Regions from separate parts of the Rattus norvegicus genome. Here region 2 is linked to region 1. The links are chromatin contacts, called in public Hi-C maps. All regions are on one chromosome and are shown on one strand. The core of a region is the stretch at or near the end of the contact, and the rest is flanking DNA. Distances in the headings are between cores, read along the strand shown. Region 1 holds the start of Rpusd2 (RNA pseudouridine synthase domain containing 2). Region 2 holds the start of Vps18 (VPS18 core subunit of CORVET and HOPS complexes).

Region 1 (4,214 bases), core at 1,122-3,621:
TCATTTGGTGAGACTTTTGTTTATGACTTTGAACTCACTAGGTCAAAGATGACCTAAAAATTCTGATCCTGCTATGTCTACCTCCTTTGTGGGACTTTTGATACACAGAATAATTTATCTAAAAATCTTCTCTTGATCTTCTCCAGAAGGCTAATATATAAGATAAGACTAGTCTAAGCTGGGCTGGAGAGATGGCTCAGCCATTAAGAGCACTGACTGCTCTACCAGAGGTCTCAGCAACCACATGGTGGCTCACAACCGTCTGTAATGGGATCTGATGCACTCTTCTGGTGTGTCTGAAGACAGCGACAGTATACTCACATACATAAGGTAAATAAATCTTTTTTTTTTTAAAAAAAAAGAATAGTCTAAGCCAAAATTAACATTTTGTATAATAAATACCCATGAGAAAGTTCATGTTCACATTCTTGAACTGGGCTAGACACTTGACTTGTTTTTAGATATCCGAATATCTACCTTTTTGGAGGCATCCCACTGTGAAGGATAAGGGGCTTATTGACTATTTTCAGGCACTCTGTAAAATAAGACAGACTTAAACCCTCTTGGCAGAAGGAAGGCTCCCTTGTAGGATTCTGGATCTTGAGATAGGATCACAAAGAAGCTGTGATATTTGGTGATTTTCAAGGGGAAAAGGGTTGTGGGGGCAGAGTAATTTGGCACAACTGTGCATCTCACAGTGGCAGCATCCAAGCGGGTTTCTTCTCAGGCAACCGCTGGTTTTCAGATGCTTTGCTTGCCTCACTTTGGTCTCTTTGCTGAGTCTATACTTCAGCTCTTTTATGACTCCTATGAAGCACTAATGCCCTTCTAGTAATCCCCTCTCTGATGAAGTTAGCAAATTCAGGTCTCGGCATTTTGCATGTAAGAACCCTAGCAAGCAGGGGAGATAGCTCAGTTGTTAAAGTGCTTGTCATGCAACACAGACCTCAGTTTGATCCCCAGAACTGACATTTAAAAGGTGGGCATTGTAGTACATGTTTGTGAGAGACCCTGTCTCAATAAACAAAATGGTTGGCACCAGAGAAAGGTCCTCTGTGGTTGACTTCTGACCTTTATGCACACTCACACATACACCTGCATGCAACTGGCACACATACACAGAAGACTTTGGCAAAAAAATTTTTTTTGACCCATTTGCAGTTCTAATGTGCACTCAGTTCTGGGTAAGAGTTCATGGAAGTCAAGTAGGAAATCTCTAATTCTTTTCATGCTGTTAGTAGGAAGGGCAGGTATGAAAAATATTGCTTCTTTGGAGTGTGTGTATATATATGTATAATAATAGCTTTATCGAGGTATGTAACATACTATAATATGCAGACTTTTAAATTATACAACAGTAGTAGTGGGTATAACTAAATGAATGAGTGCTTGAGATCTAGGATTTCCCTACACTTCCCCTCAAAAGTAAAAGCAAAGTAGACAAGACTGTTGCTAGTACAGTCATAGTTGTAGCAACTTTCATTCCTTTTTAAGGAGATTTATTTATTATATATAAGTACAGTGTAGCTGTCTGACACATCAGAAGAGGGCATCAGATCTCATTACAAATGACTGTGAGCCACCATGTGGTTCTTGAAATTTGAACTCAGGACCTCTGGAAAAGCAGTCAGTGCTCTTAACCACTGAGCCATCTCTCCAACCCACAACTTTCATTCTGATTGATACTGTTTTTTCTGCTTGTTTACCTTCTATTTAAAATAATAACAACAATAATAATTACTATTATTTTGCTTGCCCGCTTTTATTTTGAGACAGGCACTTGAATAACCATAGAACTGAAACTCCTGATGTTCCTGCCTCTGCCTTCTGAGCGCCAGACTACAGGTGAGCTGCCTTGCTGGCGCTGCCTGTTGTAAGTACACCTTTTTTTCTTTTTAAAGATTTATTTATTTACTTTGTGTGTGTGTGAATACATTACTTGTATGCATGTATGTGCAACACATGTATGCCTTTCTGATCCTCTGTAACTGGGTTGCAGAAGAATCTAAGCCATTTTGTGGGTTTTGGAAATTGAACCCAGGTCCTCTGCAAGAGCAAGTGCTCTTAACCACTGAGTCATCTTTCTAGCTTCCTTAAGTACACTTTTACAGACCCAGGAAATACCATATCTATATGAAATGTGCACCATTATCTCCATTCAAGTCTTTTACGTGGAGCACTTCCGAAGATTTCCTTTAGAAATACCGTCTGAACTCGTGGATAAGGGGAGTCTATCTGTGACCTCGGGTAGAAGGGCACTCTGGGGAAGAAGTTCCCCAGACACCTAACTCGAAACAACTCACTAATTCCCTTCTTGCAAACCCCGCCTCTGCACTGGGCCTTCCTGATTGGTTGCTGCCTTATGACGCCATCATATCGCGACCCCGAAGCGGCTTGCCATGCTGTTATGTGGCGAAGTGTCCCGGGCTGCCTACGGTATATTGTGCAGTGGCAGGTGGCGCTCTGGTCCCACAGCTTTGTCCGGACTTGGGGTAGCTGTGGGAAGGCGATGACTGAGGCACTCTCTGCGCAAGCCGAGGCAGCGGACGGACTGAAGGCTTTGATTGAGCAAAATGGAGATACTGGTAGCGACACCAGGGGAGAGCCGCACCTAGAGCTCCTAGAGCCAGCGACGGTAGGGAAGCAGGTCCCGGAGAGCGGGGAGCAGGCCCAGGGAGGCGAAGAGCAGCTCCCGGGGAACGGAGAGCAGGCCCCAACTCCAGTCGCCGACTCAGGCAAGAGGAAAAAGCGGCGGGGCGCCACTGGGGAACGGGTCGTGCCGCCCCCGAAGAAACGGCGGACTGGGGTGAGCTTTAGCGACGAGCACTTTGCAGAGACCACCTACTACTTCGAGGGCGGCTTGCGCAAGGTGCGGCCCTATTACTTTGACTTCCAGACCTACTGTAAAGGTCGCTGGGTGGGTCGCAGCTTGTTGCACGTCTTCAGCACCGAGTTCCGATCCCAGCCACTGGCTTACTACGAGGCCGCTGTCCGGGCAGGACGCCTGCATCTCAACGAGGAACCAGTCCAGGACCTCAACATCGTCCTCAAGGTGGTATTCGATGGGACTAGCCAGAATCAGAGAAAAGGAGGGAAGGTTATGGGATTTTTGTTTGTTTTCTCAGACACACCTTATAAATAAGGGAATAAAGTGATGGTAACTCAGAAACAATCTCATTATCCCTCGGGACTCTTTTAGTCCCCGCTTCCCACGTCCCCAAATAGGTAGATAGCCTTTCCATGCTCTAGAACTCAACTTTTTCATCCTCCCCAGCAAGGCTGTTTGTTTCAAAGAATCAAAACTGGAAATTTTCTTGTTCCTTTTATATCTGCCTTGTGGCAAGGGCACTGCCTGCTCTCTACCCTTCATGATAAATCTCTGTACAAATAATAACAGCAGATACCTCATTCATGTGTTCTTAACTGCATCAGGAACAAAGTCAAGCATTTTGTGCGCTCTAACATTAAACACAAGTGGCTACGTTGGGGAGCATGCATTGCTTCTCCCTTTTGTGACCAAACTGAACCTCAAAGTAAAGCAATAGTCCGATTTTCAAAGTGTGTGCTCATATTAACACTGAAAGTATTTGTCATAAGTCCTGATGTGTATAGAATTAGAAGTCAAGTCAGGGATAGATACTAAGCATGTGCTCCCCCCCCCCCCCCCCATGAAACCCGTGTCATTAACATTGGCTCACAGAGATTTTAAGGAGAAAAGAGGAGGGGTTGGGGATTTAGTACAGTGGTAGAGCGCTTGCCTAGCAAGCTCAAGGCCCTGGGTTCAGTCCCCAGCTCCGAAAAAAAAAAAGAAAAGAAAAGAGAAAAGAAGAATTTCAGGATTTGGGAATAACCTCTCCCCTACAGATTTTGAAAACCATATGTTTTTAAACTGAGTCCTAGAGAGGTTAAAATGACTTATCCAAAAGTATGTAGTGAGCTTGTGTCAAATCTGTGTGTAGAGCTTAGAGCTCTGGACATACAAGTTAGTGTCATTTGTTGAAAGTTCTAGTTGATAACTAATAGAAGTTTCCTTTCTAGGGCATTTACTTTCAAATATATTTGTATCAGGATGGTGAGATGGTTCAGTAGGTAAAGGTCCTTGCCAGTAAAACTCACAACCTCTTGTTGTCTTACCACACTCACTTCTTTTTCTATCAAAGGCTTTACTGTGACCATTCCTCCATGTCAATAAGGAGCTGAGAACTCGGGTGTCT
Region 2 (4,226 bases), core at 1,642-4,141, 260 kb after region 1:
GCCTGCTTTGTTGTTGTTTTAGTCACTCTGCTTCCCCAGTGCTGGGGTCAAAGGTGTCATCATACCCAGCCAGAGACCTGCCTTAATGTGGCTGCCGGGATTCCTTCCTCAGCAAGCACTTTATCCACTGAACTATCTCCCAGCCCTCCCTGTTTTTGAAATAAGGTTTCATGTAGCCCAGGCTAGCCCCTATTTTGTTTTTGTAGTCAAAGATGAACTTTTTTTCCCTCTTTAAAAATTTTTAAGGGGTTGGGGATTTAGCTCAGTGGTAGAGCGCTTGCCTAGGAAGCACAAGGCCCTGGGTTCGGTCCCCAGCTCCGAAAAAAAAGAACCAAAAAAAAAAATTTTTTTTTTACCTTTCTTTTCTTTTCTTTTTCTTTATATGAAAAACTTCAAAAATTTGCAAGCACAGGGGCTATGCTAATCTTCTCTGCATTGTTTCAATCTTGTAGTATATATGCTGCCAAAACATGCCCCCCACCCCTTTGCTCTCTTATTCTCTTATAATTTTGACTTTGAGTTTCTTTTTTTTTTTTTTTTTTTCTTTTTCTTTTTTTCGGAGCTGGGGACCGAACCCAGGGCCTTGCGCTTGCTAGGCAAGCGCTCCACCACTGAGCTAAATCCCCAACCCCGACTTTGAGTTTCTAACCCTCCTGTTCCCACTTCCTGACTCTGGGACTATAGGTACCACACCTAGTTCTATGCTGTGCTGAGGGTCTCATCCTATGAAGCTAGACAAGCCCTCTTGTCTGCCAAGTAAGCTAGATCCACAGTCCCCCATGCCATTAAACTCTAAACCTTTTCAGTTCAACGGAGAGTCCAAGACTGAGGGTGTAGGCCGTAATGTAGCACTCACACAGTATTTATGAAGCGTTGGGTCTGATTCTCTGGTCTGGATTTGGATTTAGTTAACAATCCACTATTAGATACTAGTAATGTCTAAACACAAACTTAACATCCAGTGACTTGTAAACATCCAAAACTGTACGCCGCACACTATTAAGAGATTTTTCTCAGGGGTTGGGGATTTAGCTCAGTGGTAGAGCTCTTGCCTAGCAAGTGCAAGGCCCTGGATTCGGTCCCCAGCTCCGAAGAAAAAATTTTTTAAAAATTTTAAAAAAGAGAATTTTCTCATTTTATAAAAATGTAGAAACTGGGGGCTGGGGATTTAGCTCAGTGGTAGAGTGCTTACCTAGGAAGCACAAGGCCCTGGGTTCGGTCCCCAGCTCTGAAAAAAAGAACCAAAAAAAAAATGTAGAAACTGGGCTGGAGAGATGGCTCAGTGGTTAAGAGCACTGACTGCTCTTCCAGAGGTCCTGAGTTCAGTTCCCAGCAACCACATGGTGCCTCACAGCCATCTGTAATGGGATCTGATGCCCTCTTCTGGTGTGTCTGAGGACAGGTATAGTATATTCATATACATCAAATAATTCTAAAAGATGTTTTTTTAAAAATGTAGAAACTGAGTCATCAAAGAGTTCATTTATGCAAATGTCTAATAAATGTTTACTAGTGTTATTAGTGACTGCCCTTGAACAGGTTACTGGTATTGTCGGGACTTCCCCTGTAAGTTCCCTACAAGTGCCCTGAACTCAGTCATGTAACCTCCACCCCCTCTCACTCAGCTCCTCCTTTGTCCCTTGCATAAGTTTCAGTGACTTTACCTGCCAGGTCTCAGCTGTCCCCACTCCTCCTTCATCTGCCACATCTCACCTGTCACTAAGTCTATGATGCCTTCGTCTGAGATGTTCTCTTGTCCCCCAGCCCTCTCTCTATCTTACGGTTGGATACTTAAAGTCTGTCCTCTGCCTCAGGTCTCATGTCCCTTTCAAATACCTGCTATCTTTCTAGCATTGGATCTTATTCTCAGTTATGTCTCCCAGTGAACCATACAACAGCTTCCACAGTCTGCCCAAGGCCAGCCCCACTTTCTCTACCACCCTTCTCTTCACTCCCAAGCATCATACGGTTTATTGGTTTTTGTCCATAATTTTCCTGATGGTCATATATAATGTCCTTTTCTTTTCTTTTTCTGATACTAGGGCTTGATCCTAAGGCTTCCCACATGGTAGACAAGGAGAGTCAGCATCATTCAACTGATCAAGTGCCTGGAAGCAGCCCGTGCTTCGGTTTCCCTGGTCACCCTGTCTCTCCTCCTACACGAAGGAGCCACTATGAGGCAGCTTGCATATCCTGGCACACGGTTTAGTGTTGTTAGCTATGCTGTATTGTCAATGTCTTTCTTCCTGTTGTTTTCTGGGGGTCTCACCTGTAGCCCAATCCTTAGTAATCCTCCTGCCTCAGCCTTCCCGCTGCTGGAGATTAAATTTTGTATGGTTTTCTTTTTGTAGTGTAGGGAAAAAAATCCAAGTCTTATACCCGCTGGGCAAAGTGCTTATGCACACCTGAGCCACACTTCTGACACATTCAGCTACTTTCTCTGGAAGTTAGTGGGTCCCTGGAGTGGAAGAAGGGACGCTAAAACTGTTCCACCTGTGTTTATGAAGATGAACAGAGGCAGCAATTCGATTGAGAAACAGGAGATAGTGCAGCAGATGGAGCACAGCCGGCCTTTAAGTGACAATCTGAGGGAGTGAAGCCTGGGCTTCGGAAACCTAGGATCCACGCAAGCCTGCTACAGGACGCCGCAGGGAAGTCCTGGGCTGTCCCCTAGCGCCAATATGAGGAACTGCAGCAGGGTCGCCCGCAAGTACTCCAGCTGCTCCAGGCCCAGCGCTGGCTCCACCCACGCCGCTCCGAGTCTCCGACAACGCCTCCTTGTGGAGGCTCCAATGCCCAGGGCTCCAGTTAATACTCGCTTCTGAAACCCGGAAGCGCGTCATAAGCACGCGTCACGGGGGCGGAGTCAGCTGAGCTGCCTGGGTGAGGTTACGATCACCTGGGATCTGCTAAGGGGAGCCTGTAATCTCTTGGGACTGGAGCTGGGGTGCCAAACTGCGCCATATTCTAGTGGGGGCTCCTCGATCGTCTCTTCCTATGCAGAGAAAGCGAAAAAGGCCTCAGAGTTTTTAAAAGGTTCTCAGGATCTGTCAGACGCTGGGGGAAGCACAACTTGCAAATCCAGGACGACCGGGGTCCCAGTTGTGACCCCCAGGTCCCAGACCAAAGGTCCAGAGTTTGATAACCATGGCGTCCATACTGGATGAGTATGAGGACTCATTGTCCCGCTCGGCCGTCTTGCAGACTGGTTGCCCCAGCGTGGGCATCCCCCATTCTGGTAAGTTAGAAGAGGCTGCCTCTGCCCCCATTCTGTTATTGTAGCATTTACGGGAGAGGGACGCTCAAGAACTTGCGGCGTGTGTTTACGATCCAAGGCCCAGGCCTCTCTTGTCTTGTCCAGCTTGCAGTGGTCGAAGTTTGAAAGAGCCACAGTAGCAGCCGCGTGATCTAGGCCTAAGACTAAGGTCCTTCAAAAGAGGGAACTTGGGCTCAGATAAGGAAGTACTTGTTACAGTACTTGCCTACCGGGCTGCAGTTTGACTCTTGGGAGAACTGAAAACAGGTGCCATGCTTCTTTTCGTGTCTGCTTCTATGGGGTTTTTTTAGTTTTTGTTTTGTGTGTGTGTGCGTGTGTGTGTGTGTGTGTGTGTTTCCCCACCAGACTTCGTCTAGCAGAGAAGGCGGAATGAGCACAGAACTTGGTGGAACGTGAACGTTATGGGTGAAGGGAATTTTGTCACTGAATAGGAAAGATGGAGATGATTGGCCTGGGGTAAAGCTGGCTGTAGTTTAGAGTGTAAGAGAATAGCGTAGGGTTACCCGTACTATGATAGTATTTTATTGCAGCGGATTAGAGAAAAAGCAGCTGCAGCCTATGAACAGTAGTGATGGAACTCCCTACATGCGATGGAGACTCACTGAGCCATACTGTGTGGACAGGGAGCACGGGACAGCTTTAGTTCTCTTGTGATTGGTGGGCGCAAGAGTAAGGGTAATAAGGGAGAATGCTGAAACCATTTTCCCTGTACCGTCTCCCTCTCTCCCCCATTACCACTGGGAACATGCATATCATATCATGATACTACCTGGTCTCAGGCCCAGAGAACCAATTCCTCTCTACTGCCACAAGTGTGAGAAGAGCCCAGGACGCTTCCTATAAAGACAACCAGAAAACTCTTTCATGTTGAATTCCTCATAAACCAAGATCCTGTGGGTTGGTAGGAGTATACTTGGGAAGTAGAAGTTTCAGCTAACACTGTGGTTTC

Evidence for each region. Hi-C and Micro-C count contacts between places; a contact is called where the count stands out from the background.
Region 2: a Hi-C map of kidney shows a contact between it and region 1, with 3 times the contacts expected there. The contact joins the promoter of Vps18 here to the promoter of Rpusd2 in region 1. A contact is called at or near these places in 5 of 12 Hi-C or Micro-C datasets (Schwann cells, frontal cortex, kidney and 2 more).

The regions. Positions count from the first base shown.
Region 1 is chr3:126,469,249-126,473,462 of GRCr8, forward strand. Rpusd2 (RNA pseudouridine synthase domain containing 2) reads left to right here and starts at 2,372. Exons shown (of 3, transcript NM_001135845.1): 1 at 2,372-3,052. The coding sequence starts at 2,408.
Region 2 is chr3:126,730,385-126,734,610 of GRCr8, forward strand. Vps18 (VPS18 core subunit of CORVET and HOPS complexes) reads left to right here and starts at 2,892. Exons shown (of 5, transcript NM_001106499.2): 1 at 2,892-3,238. The coding sequence starts at 3,148. It also overlaps the pseudogene Rnu6-603.